Regions from separate parts of the Mus musculus genome. Here region 2 is linked to region 1. Evidence: chromatin contacts called from public promoter capture Hi-C data. All regions are on one chromosome and are shown on one strand. Each heading gives the region's core, a stretch centred on a gene start, on an enhancer-like site or on the middle of the called end of the contact. The rest is flanking DNA. Distances are from core to core; before and after follow the strand shown.

Region 1 (7,380 bases), core at 2,527-5,026:
AGGCCCCAGGGAGTTTAGAAATCTGGTTGGGTGGGGGAGTAGGGGTTGGGGTTGATGAAATCTGGAGTGTTAAATAGATAAGTACATACATACATACATACATACATACATACATACATCTAACAAACAAAAAAGTAGGATGAAAGTTTCTCAAGAAACTTTCACTGCAGATGAACCATATATTCCAGCAATTCTACTACTGGGCAAACTTTCAAAGGGCAGCACTGTGTCAAAGAAACATTTGCACATCCAAGTTCACAGAAGGGCTGAATTCACAACGGACAGCATTAAGTGCCCTTAAACTAATGAATGAAAAGAAAAAGTTGACACAAGTATATAATGTAATATACTTAGCCATAAAAACCAATGAAACCCTGTCATTTACAATTACATGAGCAGAACTAGAGATCATTATGTTAAGCAAAATAAATCAGAAAAGTACCTCAATGAAGTGACTCCTATGAAATGTAAAAAAGCTAATTTCATATAAGTTTAGAGCAGAATGACAGTTACAGAGACCAGGGTCAAGGAAGAGGGAAATGTGGAATGGTTTATCAATGGACACTACCAATACAGCAGCAAGTAGCTCTGGGGTAACTACTATACACTACACATAACAACATATATTAACATGTCAAAAGGCCAGTAGAAAGGACTTCAAAGTTTTTTCCACAAAGACATGATGAGTGAGGAGATAAATGCACTTGACATGATGTAAACATTATGCAAAAGTATTACTTAATATATAGATCTATATTACTCAATATACAGATGTATTAAATATGAGTAACAATGAATAATGCTTCTAGCTTTTGTTCATGTTACAATTATTTTTAATAATAATTTTTATAGCTAAAGAAATGGCAAAGTCCATAAAGAGTAGAGTTTGGATCCCCAGTAAACATCAAAAGGTATGATGGCCACTTGAAACTTCAGTGCTCAAAAGCCTGAGAGGGGACACGAGGAACAAGCTGGCTACTAGAACAGCTGATCAAAACCTGGACACAACTGAGAGACCCTGCCTCAATGGAACTGGAGAGTTTGAGAAAGGCTCTCAATGTCAGCCCTGGAACTGCATGCACAAGCTTACACATAGGGGAAATTATTTGTTTTAGCTCTCCAGAACTTGGTCTTCATGACAAACCTGAAATCCCAGCATTGAAGAGAGTTCAAGGACAGCCAGGAAAATCAACTATCACAAGAGACTGCTTCTGCTACTGTCCTAACTCTAAGAATATATAAATCTACTTTCAAATTCTTACTAAATTGTATCTCTCATCAAAAAAATTTAAATAATTAAACCCTTATTGCATTCTATACATATTAGGTTCCTACAAGTATGTGTCCTGGGCCAAATTACTGAAGCACCATTTTGGGCAAATTATGGCAAGATGGCAACTTCTCAGATCCTCCATACTGAATACTACAGGAATTCATTTTATATTATTTTATTTTTTGTTTTGTTTTGTTTTTCGAGACAGGGTATCTCTGTATAGCCCTGGCTGTCCTGGAACTCACTTTGTAGACCAGGCCGGCCTCGAACTCAGAAATCCGTGCGCCACCACCCCGAGCAGAGAATCCATTTTAAGGTTCTTCAGCTTTTGTTATACTCTGACAACGCAGTATACACAGTTTAAAAGACGTTATTAACAACACACTGAGCAGAATGCCTCTCTGCCATTCATTAGCCCTGTGATTAGTTACTGAACTCTCCTTCACTTAAGTTTACTGATCTGCAAAATGGGCTCTACAAAAAGCATATGCACTGAAAAGTAGGTGTGATCACTAAGAGTAACAAACTAGTGCACATGATCCTAAGTTAAAATTCCCTGGAACTTTCTAGTACTTAGAAGAGCTACTCTCAAGTCTCACGTGACCTTCAAAGTTTTATCTTTCTGAAATTATGCTGAATGTTCCTACTTTATATCTATTTACTATTATTTTAATGTACTTTGAAGATTTTTCCCCCTTTCTGGGTATTAAACTAGATGTAGCTCAAATTTGTAATCTGAATCAATTAATGTATAAGCTACTACCCTCTTTGGCAAAGCCCTAGAAATGTACTTAAAAAAATACTCAGCTTAATAACTTAATAACTTAATAACTCCAAAAGCACAGATAGAGGTAGCTTTTCTTAAATCCACCAACTCTTCATTATACTCATCTAGGCTTCAAGAACTGTGTGGCCCTTTAATTCCAACTAACCTATCGACAGCAAAGAGTATTTGTTATGATTCAAAATGCCAGTAGTATTTGTGAAAATCTATAGTGCAGTTATTTGATTTACACACACACACACACACAATATATATATGGGGGGAATGGTGCACAATATCCAAAAGGGGGTCTCAAATGTTTCAAAACTAATTTTTATCAGCCAAAGCTTATAAGAAAAGAAGACCAGCAGGGAGTGGTGGTACACACCTTTAATCCCAGCATTTGGGAGGCAGAGGCAGGCAGATTTCTGAGTTCGAGGCTAGCCTGGTCTACAGACTGAGTTCCAGGACAGCCAGGGCTACACAGAGAAACCCTGTCTCGAACCCTCCCCACCCCCACAAGAAAAGAAAAGAAAAAAAGACCAAGTATCTTATCATCTTACAAAACTAAAGACTATTTGCTAAGTTGTTTTTTCTAGAAGTAATCTGTGCCAGAAACTGTATATAAATTATTTGATTATAAAAAGCCTAAGCAACAGACTATAGGAGCCAGAGTAGAAAAAACACATCTATAAGTGAACTATGGAGGCCTTTGCACACAGGTGCAGCAGTGGGGGGGCTCCCTGACTATAGGTGACAACACACACACACACACCCTTGCTTTGTAGCTGCCATGACAGGAGCTTCCCTAACTATTCATATGTGCCCAGCTGTGACAAACTAACATCTCTGAAACCATGTGCCCAATAAGTCCTTCCTCCCTCAGCAGCTTGTGTGCTCTCATACACAAGGGCCCTCTTATCCAAGTTGCTAAGGAAACTAGGTCCACAAATGTAGGTAGTCAGTATTCACAAAGTTCCATGATACTTGAAATTGAGCAAAGCTCTATCTTGCTACACAATCCAGGCTGGCCTCAAACTCATGACCCTAGAGTTTCACCATCCTAAGTAAACGTTTACACTCAGCTGAGAAGATACTTTCTGAGGACTTACTAAGCTAATTACAATAGATTTCTTGCCTAGGAAAGTTTAAAAAATAAGTTTAAAGGCATTAAAAACAATATTTCCTAGAAAGAAAAACTAACCTCTTACATGGATCTAAAATTCACACTAGATAATGTACATAGACAAATGCCACCAAAGGTTTCTCAGAAGAATCAAGCAAGCAGCTCACCTTTGGTGCACGCACACAGCCTGTCTGTGCCTGAGCAGTAAATGACAGAAACAAATGTATCCTGTTCTTCAGTGCCCTCCTTTTTGGGAGGCTCCACTTTGGCCAAAATTTCGAAGTTTGAAAGGTCTAATACTTTCACGTATCCTCCCTGAGTGGTTACTACCAGGTGTCCAAGCGTAGAAATGTCAGACTTTTTTTCTCTTTCAATCCCATTCTTTGAGGCTAACTGCATTTCCTCAGCAGGTTCCTCACAGTCATCCTCTCGATTATCCAGTATATCTGGTGGAAGCAAAATGAGCGAGGTAATTGTGTCCTGGGGATCTTTGATATGTTGGATTTTCACGGGCTCCTCTTCTAAAGTCACTATTCGAGTGGTATAGTTCATCTTGTAAAGAACTAAATATCCACCACTGACGACATTCCTCTGCTCCGGCCGGATGAGCAGATGCTCCGGCACATCTGCTGGTGACTCATGTTGGATCACACTGATATTTGCACCATTCACTACAGCAAGATTGGATTCCAGATCACCTTTACGTCTATTACATAGTGCAGAGTTTAATTTATTTAAATTATTCAAGGCCTCGACTTGATTTATTGCACTCAATGATTCCACAGAGCATGTCCGCAGTCCTACCAACAAATGAATTCCATCAGCACAAGGAGTTATAGAGTCTATACAAAGAGTCTCCTCCTCTGCAAACTTTGGTAGCCTCAAGCACTGCACCAAAGCCCCAGGCTTGGGGAACACAGAGTTCCACTTCTCGGAATCTGGAGAAGTGAGGCTGGCGGCTGCATCTGCAAACTGCTGGATGTAAGTCACAGGCGGATCCTGTAACAACAGCTGCTCCTGGTTGTCCAGCTCCATTTCAATAATCTGAGGAACTGTAAAACCGTCATCGTGCAAACTTTTACTCATGATATTGTTCATCTGTGAAAAGATTTTTCCTGCTTTCTCATCAGATTCTTTGATACTATAAAGAAGTAACACAGGTAAAGTCCTCCTGACCAGAGGAGAATTCAGCTCTGAATTTGTGCAGGATTCATTGTCAGTTGACCCTTGTTCTGATATACTTTCGCCCTGAGTTCTGCTTAAACCATCCAGTGACCTGTGAGAATTACTACTAATGGGTGAGGTAGCAGGAGACTTATATGTTAATAAACCTCCAGCCAATAAACAGGGGAAGGGAATGTTGTGTTGTTCCTGGTGCTTTTCCTTTGTCTTTTCACTCTTAGAGTTCGTTAGGGAGGGGTTTGCCCCAAGTTCTTCAAGATCCTTAACAGTATCTTCAAGCACATTAGCCACAATCTCCCACTGCAGTTTTTCTGGCTGCTGGAGAATGCTGAGAGCTGTTATATCAAGGCTTACTTCCATGGCTTCCTTCTGTGATGTATGCCCTTTGAAAAGAAAAATATATCACATTAGATGCAGCAGCTGTGGTCATGTAAATCACTATCAGTACTTCAGTGAGGTTTTCCTGATTCATCTGACCTATGTGTTACTAAAGGACTCCATGGCCACAGGATAGATCAGCAGGAAAAGGCTCTTGCCCTGAAGCCAGACTCAGCTTGATGATCACTGGGACCCACGAGGGAGAAAAATGAAACTACTTCCTGCATGCTATCCCGCTGACCTTCACATGTGCCAATACATACATGGAAACACAAAAATTAAATATTTTTATATCCAATATTTTAAAAGAAATTTAATCAAATGTCAGATGACCTTACATATGAAAACTTAAAAAAAGACTACTCAAGAAATTCAAAATTATTTTCAACTCAAATACATTTTGTAGAGAAGAAATTGATTCTTAAGTCATGGCAAATTATTACTATATTATTTAGTTATTGCTTTAAATTGATGCTAAAAGAATAGAATTTCTGGACTTCATTTCTAAACCAAAAATACACCCAATATTCTTTGTGTATTATAATTAATTGATTCTCTCAAATACCTAAGAAAAATATCATAATCTCAGTTCCTTTCTTTTTAATACTTTAAAATTCAAGCACCATTTCTTCCATTGCTCCACAATGCTGGCGGTCACAGAGACAAAACCCCACCAGAGACAGCAACCAATTCTCCACTCAAACACTGAACTGAAAATTCTCTCAACCAATTTTGATTATTTTTTAACTTTCCCAACAGTATGAATCAGTCAGTAAAAACAGTGGGGGGAGAGAAAAACATTCCAATGATAGGCAAAAATAAAGAAAAGATAAAACTGCTTTTATAACTAGGTATGACAATAAGAGGCATGAAAATATTAAATGATGTGGCTATATAAAAACTGAAACAAGTAAGTAATGAGCAAGGGATCCGTAGAACAGCACTTAGGCGTCCTGATACTATACTATCCAGTCTCTTCAAGATTCACTTACAGGGTTACCCAGAATTTTAAGACAATCTGGATTATCTTACTAACTTACTATTATTACTAACCTCTACAGCTGAAACATTTTCTAACTGAAGCTGAAGAGTGATCAGCTCATTCCCCTGAACTCTGTGGTTATAATAACAAATAGCCATCTCACTGAATGGCACTGTCTACACATACTTTCCCGATTGGAAAAAAAAGGAAAGTATTTGTGTAAGTTTAATTAATTAAAATCTATTTCCTTGAAATGCTTACCTATTGGATGTACTAAATTTAAAAAGCTAACCTTTTAAAGTTATGCCAAAAAAATTATCCACATAGAATAGTTTTAATCTATGTATATATTAACTGAAAATAAATACACAAAGCACATAAAATTAGGACAATATTTAAGGTAAATAGTATGCACAATGAAGCTGTTTAAAAAGAAACAATCAGCTACGCTGGGTGGCTCACTGCTGCAATCCCAACAGGAAAGACTGAGTGGGGAGGGTTACTCTGAGTATGAGGCCGCTCTGCACTACAGTGAGTGCTGAGATACACTGAGACCCTGCTCAAAAGAAGCAAACAACTAGAAAAATAAATAAACAAAGAAAAACATAGCAAGTAGCTCTAGTATTGTACTTCCTCTTATAAGCACTGAATGCATGCACATCTGGGACGAGGGATAATCCACTATGAGACTCTGACATCTCTTAACTCTGCCCCTCCTCTTCAGTGTGTGTTTATGGTGCTCTGGAAGGAACACAGGGCTTCCTGCATATCAGGTAACCACTCTGCCACAGCCTGGCCCTTCACTCAAAGTCTGCTAGACAACGACTCTGGGAAAGCCTTCTGTCCCTGGCTTTCTTACGTAGCACCAAAGCCAGTTTCTAACAGCCACATGTCCTGATTTTGTCTTGGCTGTCTTCTAAAGCCATCAACGTTCAATCTGTACTCGATTCTCCAGCCAGCCCTTGTTTTCAGCCTTCATGAGAAGTCATGTTTCCTTGACTCAGATATATTATTCAGAAACAAACTTTTCTCTTTGAAATCAACTAAGAACTTTCAAAACTTATAATCTTAACCAAAAACAGATGCCTCTTATTGTGCACTCTTAATTCTGAGGTTAATATTGCCTACAATTTAACTACGTCATTCAAATTAAGACTAGGCTCAAATTAATTTTAGAACTCCACTTAGAGGAGTTCTAAAAAGGCATCTAAAATTTGTAAGACAATTCAGGATGAGACTACATCCCTCATTACTATCAGGTTTAGATGTTTACTCCATAATCCTCCAAAAGATTACTGGAATAAAAGTATAAGTTAGAACCTATATTTTTGAAATTAGTCTTAAACGAAAATATTTTCCTATGAGCAAACAGCCTACTTACAAACCATCAAATCAACTAGGGCTAAGAGGATGGCATTGTCAGTAAAATGCATGCCTTGAAAGGAAAGCATGAGGGACCTCAATGCAGTCCCCAGAACCTATGTACAACAGGTCAGACAAGCATACTTGTAACCAGCACTAGGGAGGCCAAGACGAGCAGGTCCCTGGGGCTCACTGGCCAAAGAGTTTAGTCTAGTACTAATTAACTCTAAGTTAATGAAAGATTCTGCCCAAAAGAAAGAAACACATGCACATAAACACACACATGCACACACACACACACTGGAGGTGCCTCC
Region 2 (7,380 bases), core at 3,521-6,020, 81 kb before region 1:
TTCACTGGAAGTATGTTCTAAGAGAAAATATTAGGTAGAAATAGTTTCTATAAATTGTTAGCTATATCACTGTAGATATATAACTAAGACATTCACTTCTTATAAGGTAGGCAATTAAACAGGCTATTAATACTTCATTGCTAGAGCAAGGTATGATGGTACAGGTAGAGCAGGCAGATCTCTGTGAGTCTGAAACCAGCCTGGTCTACCTGTACCATCATCATACATAGTAAATTCCAGGCCAGCCAAAGTAACATAGTGAGACCTTGTCTTAAAAACAAAAAACCTCCTTGCTGTATAAATAATTACTAGAATAATCACTAGATACTTAATACTAAGAAGCAAAATAGAGAGATGGCTCAGTAGTTAGAAGACTGTACTATTCATTCCTACAGAAGACTCAGGTTCAAACCCTACCACACACATGGTGGCTCCATCCATAACAACAGTTCCAGGGGATCCAGTGTTGTCTTCTAAATTTCATGGGCGCCAGGTATACAAATGGCACACAAACACATTCATGTAGGATAAAACACTTATACTCATACACACACACACACACACACACACACACACACTCACTCTCTCTCTCTCTCTCTCTCTCTCTCTCTCTCTCTCTCTCTCTCTCTCTCTCTCCAGATGTCCAAGCATAAATTGTAACACATGTCTGCAGGCCTAGCACTTGGGAGACTCCAGCTGGAATATTACTTGAACCTAGGAGGTGTGGACTGGGATGGACAAAGAGTAAGAACCCATCTCATAAACCAAAATAAATAAATAAATCCTTAATGTGAATAGGCATACAGAAAAAAACCACAAAACCAAGAAATTAGACAAACTACAATGTAAACACTAACCATACAAATCAAGAATGAGATCATAAGCCGGACATGGTAGCACATTCTTTTACACTCAGCAGTGCAGATCTATCTACAAGTTTGAGGCCAACCTGGTCCTCAGAGCAAGTTCTAGTACAGCCAGGGCTACACAGAGAAACCCTTGAATGAATGAATGAATAGATGCATGCAAGAAGGGAGGAGGAAGGAAGGGGGGGAGGAGTAGATTACAGAAAAGATACCAACTGAATTCCACTACAGCTAAACCTGATCTACAAGTTTGAGGCCAACTTGGTCCACATAGCAAGTTCTAACTTGAGTTTCCACTCTAAAACTGTTTCTTTGGGATTTCCTATAGTCTTGTTTTAATTTTTGCATTTACTCACTCACTCTTTTATTCACTTGGTTTCAGTAATAAACATGGATGCACACAGCACAGCACGCTGGCAGAGGTCAGACGATAACTTTTAGGGAGTGCTTTCTCTCCTTCTGCTATGTGAGCCCTGGGGACCAAACTCACACCCCGATGGAGAGCTACTCCTCTCCTAGCCATCTTACCAGGTCATTCCCTTTGTTGGGTTCTTGTTTGTTCTTGTTTTTTAAAATTTGCTTATGGGTTGTTTTTTGCTTTGGTCAGTGTAGCCAAGGCTGGCCATGAGCACACAACAGCCTTCTGCCTTACCCTGCCAACCTCTTTATAACATGCATAACCCCCAGGCTAGCCTCCTAAGGTTTAAAAACAAAATATATCTTAACTGGGAGGGAACACAGATGAGTGTGATTTTACAGTAGGACTGAAAGACTAAGTTAGCAAATGAGGTACATTTGTAAAACCTGAGAGTTTTGAGTAACTGTTTAAGGTGATAAAAATGCTACTCACTGTGATCTGATTATAACAAATGGCATTTATGGATTGAAACATTACACTGTATCCCATAATACAAACACTTCTGCACAAGGACATCCAAGTGAAAATGAGACATTCTCAATTGCTCTCCATCTTATTTTAGAGACAAGATCTCTCACTGAGCCTGGGACTTAATTTGGCTAGAATGTCTGGTTTTCTGGACACTGGGATTAAAGGAAAATGCCAACTCATCCAGCTTTTTCTGTTTTTTGGTTTTGGGTTTTTTGTTTGTTTGTTTGTTTGTTTTTCTGAGGCAGGGTTTCTCTGTGTAGCCCTGGCTGTCCTGGAACTCACTCTGCAGACCAGGCTGGCCTGGAACTCAGAGATCCGCCTGCCTCTGCCTCCCGAGTGCTGGGATTAAAGGCGTGCACCACCACGCCCGGCTCATCCAGCTTCTTAACTTAACTTGGGTTCTGAAGATGCAAATTTGGGTTTTTTAAGCTCACAAAGACTTTACTGGTAGGCATCTCTCAACACTGGAAACAGTATTTGTATACAAATCTCATATATTTCAAATCTTTATATACACACAAATCAAATGGACTTTAAATAAGGACTATTTCCCCCTTTGCCAGCTTGTGTATGCACATGTGTGTGTGTTTTGGGGGTGGGGTGAGGGTGTCTACTATATTATATAACAAACCATTCAATAATATGATTCTCTAAAGGATGTCAACATATCCTAACAAGTGGGGAGGTTCTAACTATCCATTTCTTGTTTTCTCCTATTTGTTTCTGTTTTCCATGTGAGCATTTTGCCTCCATTTATGAGTTTCATGGCTATGCTCAATGGCTCCAGAGGTCTGAAGAGGGCATTGGATCCCCAGGAAATAGAGTTATGGATAACTGTGAACCACTCACTATGTGGGAGCTGGGGATGGAACCTGTGTCCTCTGCAAGAGCAACAGGTGCTCTTTACCACTAAGCCAGCTCTGTAGCCCCACTATCTGCTTCTTAAACTGATGAGTAAATCTGATTTTTTTCCTTAGGAGGGTAGCAGAGAAAACAAGTGATAGTTTCTCTTTCAGACATCCCATAGTAATTATAAAATCTAAACTCTGAAATTTGGAGTTTATACTCTCACTTTATACTTTATATTCTCATCAATTAAGTTTAGATTTTCGTAACATAAAGCAGTGGTCCTCAACCTCTAGCTCTCTTTGAGGGTTTAAGAAGCCTTACTTTCACAGGGATCACCTAAGACCAAAGGTAGGAAAACACAACTTACAATTTATAACAGTAGCAAAATAACAAGAAGTAGCAGTGACAATGACTTTCTGGCTGGGGTTGTGACAACATGAGGAACTATATTAAAGGGTCCCAGCATTAGGAAGGCTGAGAAGCAGTGACTTAGAGAATTGGAATGAAATCTACCTCAGTTTGGCTAAGGCTAGAGTTTGGAACTCGCGGTGCGTGATGACTCAGAGCTGAGAGACAGACAAGAATTAGGTGCAAAGCTCCGATCTCCAGTGCCATCCGCCGCAGAAGCACACCATCATCAGTTGTCAAGGGAGTAGCACTAAACAAGCTGCGAAGAACGTGGAAAGGAAGGGTTGGAAGCACATTGGCTGATGGAGACTGCAGAATGTGACCTTTGAAAGAGAAGAGGGAAAAATTAAAGACACTTGAAAATAATAAGCACTTACACATAGGGTCACAAGTAATAACAACAAAGCAAGGTTTTATCATTAAACTTATTAAAAAGCAGGCTGACTGTGAGACTGTTATCTTTATTAAAGTATCAAGAAAGTCTCTAGAACACAACACACACACACTCTGAAATTTTACAGATATGTAACAGCCATCAATGACAACAAAGATAATATGAACTAAATGTGAAATGAAATGTAATTTTTTTTTTATTTTAAAAGACAAGGTTCTCCATGTAGCCTAGGATGGCCTCCAATTTATAAAAGGCTGCTTGTCTCTGACTGCACCTCCTCACTACTGGGATAAAAAGTGTGCCAAGGAAGAAGAAATTTCCTACAACCATCAATCAGAAAGTGACTGGTGTCCTTTCAAATGGTTTTCCTATGAACAATAACAAGTAAAACTATTTTCTTTTGTACAATAGTTTTGTGTTGCTTTAATAAGAAAGTGATAAACACAAGCAATAAAGCACCATATGAGCAGAATGAGTGCTGAAAAAATGAAATTATGCATCACAGAAGCCATTCCTTGGACTTCTGTGTGCAATCTAAGTCCACTCTTTCCCCTTTGCTGCTTATGATCGATCGGCAGTAAAATGTTATTGAGTGAACAATTAAGAGGGATCCAAATGAAAGTGAATTTTCCTAACTACCTCAACTGCGATCAGTCAATCTCTTATTGCATTAAATAACAGCATGAAATAAGAACAATCATTATATTTATTATATATATTTATTAAATATAATAAACTTTATATGTATTACATATACTATATATAATACAGTATAATATAATAATCTTAGCTCTCTTCTCTTTGTTCAAAATAATGCTACAGATTTATGCTTTTTGCTTTTCTCCATTTCCTTGTTTTGTTTCTATAGTACAGGAGATTGGACTTTGGCCTTGTTGCAAACACTAATCCAAGTTTAGTGTTTCAAACACTTCAACAGATTTTCTTTCTTTTTTTTTTTTTTTTTAAATGTACTTATTTATTGTATATGAGTACACTGTAGCTGACTTCAGACACACCAGAAGAGAGCATCAGATCCCATTACAGATGGTTGTGAGTCACCATGTGGGTACTGGGAATTGAACTCAGGACCTCTGGAAAAACAGTCAGTGCTCTAGATTTTCTTTTGGGGGTGGATTTTTTTTTTTTAATGCCCCCATTCCTCATAATAGTTTAATCAATATTAGGTATTCATAATCCTATAACAACTTCTCTTTCATTGCTTCTCCATGCAGACCCTCATGTATCCAGGCTGTCACTAAACTCAGTACATCGTCAACGGCAGTTTGGAAACCTGATCCTTGTGCTACTGAGCTCTTGAGGGCTGGGATTGCGAACACGTGCCCACCACAACAGTTTAGAAGTGCCTTTCATACAGATTTGAATGTGCTAGCTCCTCCCCGCCCAAATACTCAAACAAAGCTTACAACTCTTCTGTTCAAAATACTCTCCCTAAATTAAATTTTGCTTATCCTTCAGAGCACCACCCAAAACTGCTACCCAGCTTCACACTTACACATCTGTAAGAAACTGCCTCACACATCTGAGGCTCCCAGAATACTCAGCGCCAGTCCTCCTCTAAGCTGTCAGAGTCAGTATGTTCTCATACCTACTACACAGCCACTAGTCCTACTTCCTGGTCACACGATTCCAATGTCACTTACTATAAACTTAATATGAAATTTCTTAGGATTACCATATTTAATACCGAAAAACTCAATAAAAATTACAAACCATGTAAATAGCTTTACTATAAAACAAACAGTTAAGAAGAGAAAATAATCTAGACAAATGTATCCACCCTGTTTGTGTAGTGTTGATAAATGTAAGCAGTAACTGGAAACACTTACTGCCTTCTCCATCATCTGTAACTCCCAACACCAATCGAAGAAGGCACTGGGCATGCTTCCTCTCTTTCAGGAGCACTTCAGCATAGCCCGGAAGACGAAGAAATAATCCAAAAGCAGCCAGAGAATGGGCAGGTATGGGAGACGTGGCTTGCACCGCTGACTTAACAGGTGGAGGCTCAGCTGCAATGGTTTCTGGAGCTTCATAAACCAGTTCACCTGATTGTTCTATGGTCACCCATTCAAACTGATCACTATCCTTTGGCTTTTCCTGAGTGGTGGAAGCGATCACTGGAGCACTCACCTAAAGAAAAAGAGACAGTTCAGTACTGGGCTTCGGATGAACTCTTCGTGTTTTAAAAACATGGTAACAAATACCAAGAAGAGTATGGCATCACAAGTATGCCAGTATCTACCAAGTGCATCCATGTCAGAACAGCATCTTCCTATTCATAGTCAGTGAATAACTACAGACGAACTTTAAAACAGACAAACAACCTGTAGTTCACTAACCTAATTCACTCATTTTTCTTTTATGAACTGTAATATAAATATAGCCAGGATTATCTGATCTGTAACTTCCAAAAATTATAAGAAACCATAGGTTGAGAACCACTGGTGTAGATTGTAATCCAAATCATGCAAAAGAAACATATAGTGGGTTTTCTTTCTTCTTTTTCCTTTTTGTTTTGTTTTGTTTTGTTTTGTTTTGTTTTTTGTTTTTGAGAAAAGGTATTGCTATCTGTAGCCCAAAAAAAATGAACTCAAGCTGGCATTCTGTCCATAGCTCTTCAAGTGCTAAAATTACAGGTATATGCCAGGATACCCAACAGATTTTTCCATTTGTCCGTAAAACATTCCAGAGACAACTGGAAAAACTTTGCATTAACATGAAAGAACATGAAAAGTACACAAACATCAAATGACAGGAAGAAGATAAAACTGATGTGAGCTAAAATAATGATTTAAAACTATCTACATTGGAAATGGTATCAAAAAGAGCAGAAGTTAAATAAGGCATAAATATGAGTGATTCACTATTATTTTACTCTCTCATTTACAGTAATAACCACAATCAAAACCACATCCAAGCTACATACAGAAAAGAGAATGTTAGTGTGATGATCATAACAACATCATGGGAAAGTCATAAGAAACGAGCTTCCATATTCCCAGCTGATGCTCATATATTCTATAGAAGCCAATCTGTGACTTATCCATTGATCAAAAATTATAAGGCCAAGAATATTCCTAAAAGGTTATTGCAAGTAACTTAAAGAACAGAAAACATCACTATACCATGTGCACCGTGGTAGAAGGCTTAGCTTACCTGCTGAATCACTTCTGGATAGAGCATGGGCAGTCTCTCTGCAATAAGAGCCAGTCCACCCATTCCTGCAAAAACTTGTAATGGTGACTGAATAGGACAGGTTTCCAGCAAAGATTCATCCAATACTCCATCCATGCACTCATCACTCGGGGTAAGAGCCTCATCCTCTGGACAGCTGCCAACTAAGTCTCCATGATCTATACAATACACAAAAACTCAGTATGTAAGAAACAACCTATGTGTGTGTGTGTGTGTGTGTGTGTGTGTGTGTCTGTGTGTGTGTATATATATACACACACACAGACACACACACACACACAATATGCTTTCATTTATAAAAAACATACACTGTACAAAAAGAAAGAGCAACAGTGGCAAAGAGAAAGTTCGGAGGGCTGGAGAGATGGCTCAGCGGTTAAGAGCGCTGACTGCTCTTCCAAAGGTCCTGAGTTCAAATCCCAGCAACCACATGGTGGCTCACAACCATCCGTAACAAGATCTGATGCTCTCTTCTGGAGTGTCTGAAGACAGCTACAGTGTACTTACATATAATAAATAAATAAATAAATAAATAAATAAATAAATAAATAAATAAATAAATATTAAAAAAAAAAGAGTGGCGAAGATGCTCAGCAGCTGTGCAACAAAATCCGATGCTCTCTTCTGGAGTGTCTGAAGACAGCTACAGTGTACTTACATATAATAAATAAATAAATAAATATTAAAAAAAAAAAAAAGAGTGGCAAAGATGCTCAGCAGCTGTTTAACTTAAAGGAGTACTCGCTGTGTAACTCCATGGA

The links. Capture Hi-C pulls out chosen DNA fragments and counts their contacts.
Region 2: a contact with region 1 is called in a promoter capture Hi-C map of adipose tissue. The contact joins two enhancer-like sites. A contact is called at or near these places in 12 of 39 promoter capture datasets (the 3T3-L1 cell line, 3T3-L1-derived adipocytes, the C10 cell line and 6 more), 1 of 15 datasets of contacts at CTCF or cohesin (the NIH/3T3 cell line), 7 of 484 Hi-C or Micro-C datasets (CD8 T cells, the CH12 cell line, the HPC-5 cell line and 4 more), 4 of 115 datasets of contacts at active chromatin or transcription factors (the HPC-7 cell line, embryonic fibroblasts, embryonic stem cells and 1 more) and 4 of 9 other capture datasets (adipose tissue, embryonic stem cells, liver and 1 more).

What each region holds. Positions count from the first base shown.
Region 1 is chr17:74,576,512-74,583,891 of GRCm38.p6, reverse strand. It overlaps Birc6 (baculoviral IAP repeat-containing 6), which reads right to left. Exons shown (of 73, transcript NM_007566.3): 9 at 3,330-4,727. Among named protein-coding and RNA genes, the nearest start is that of Birc6, 52 kb to the right of the region's middle. Within about 2 kb of position 3,776, at least 6 of the 459 cell types and tissues checked have an H3K27ac peak or open chromatin away from gene starts, as enhancers often do.
Region 2 is chr17:74,658,556-74,665,935 of GRCm38.p6, reverse strand. It overlaps Birc6 (baculoviral IAP repeat-containing 6), which reads right to left. Exons shown (of 73, transcript NM_007566.3): 60 at 6,581-6,777; 61 at 5,254-5,554; 62 at 3,118-3,335. Among named protein-coding and RNA genes, the nearest start is that of Ttc27, 56 kb to the left of the region's middle. Within about 2 kb of position 4,770, at least 2 of the 459 cell types and tissues checked have an H3K27ac peak or open chromatin away from gene starts, as enhancers often do.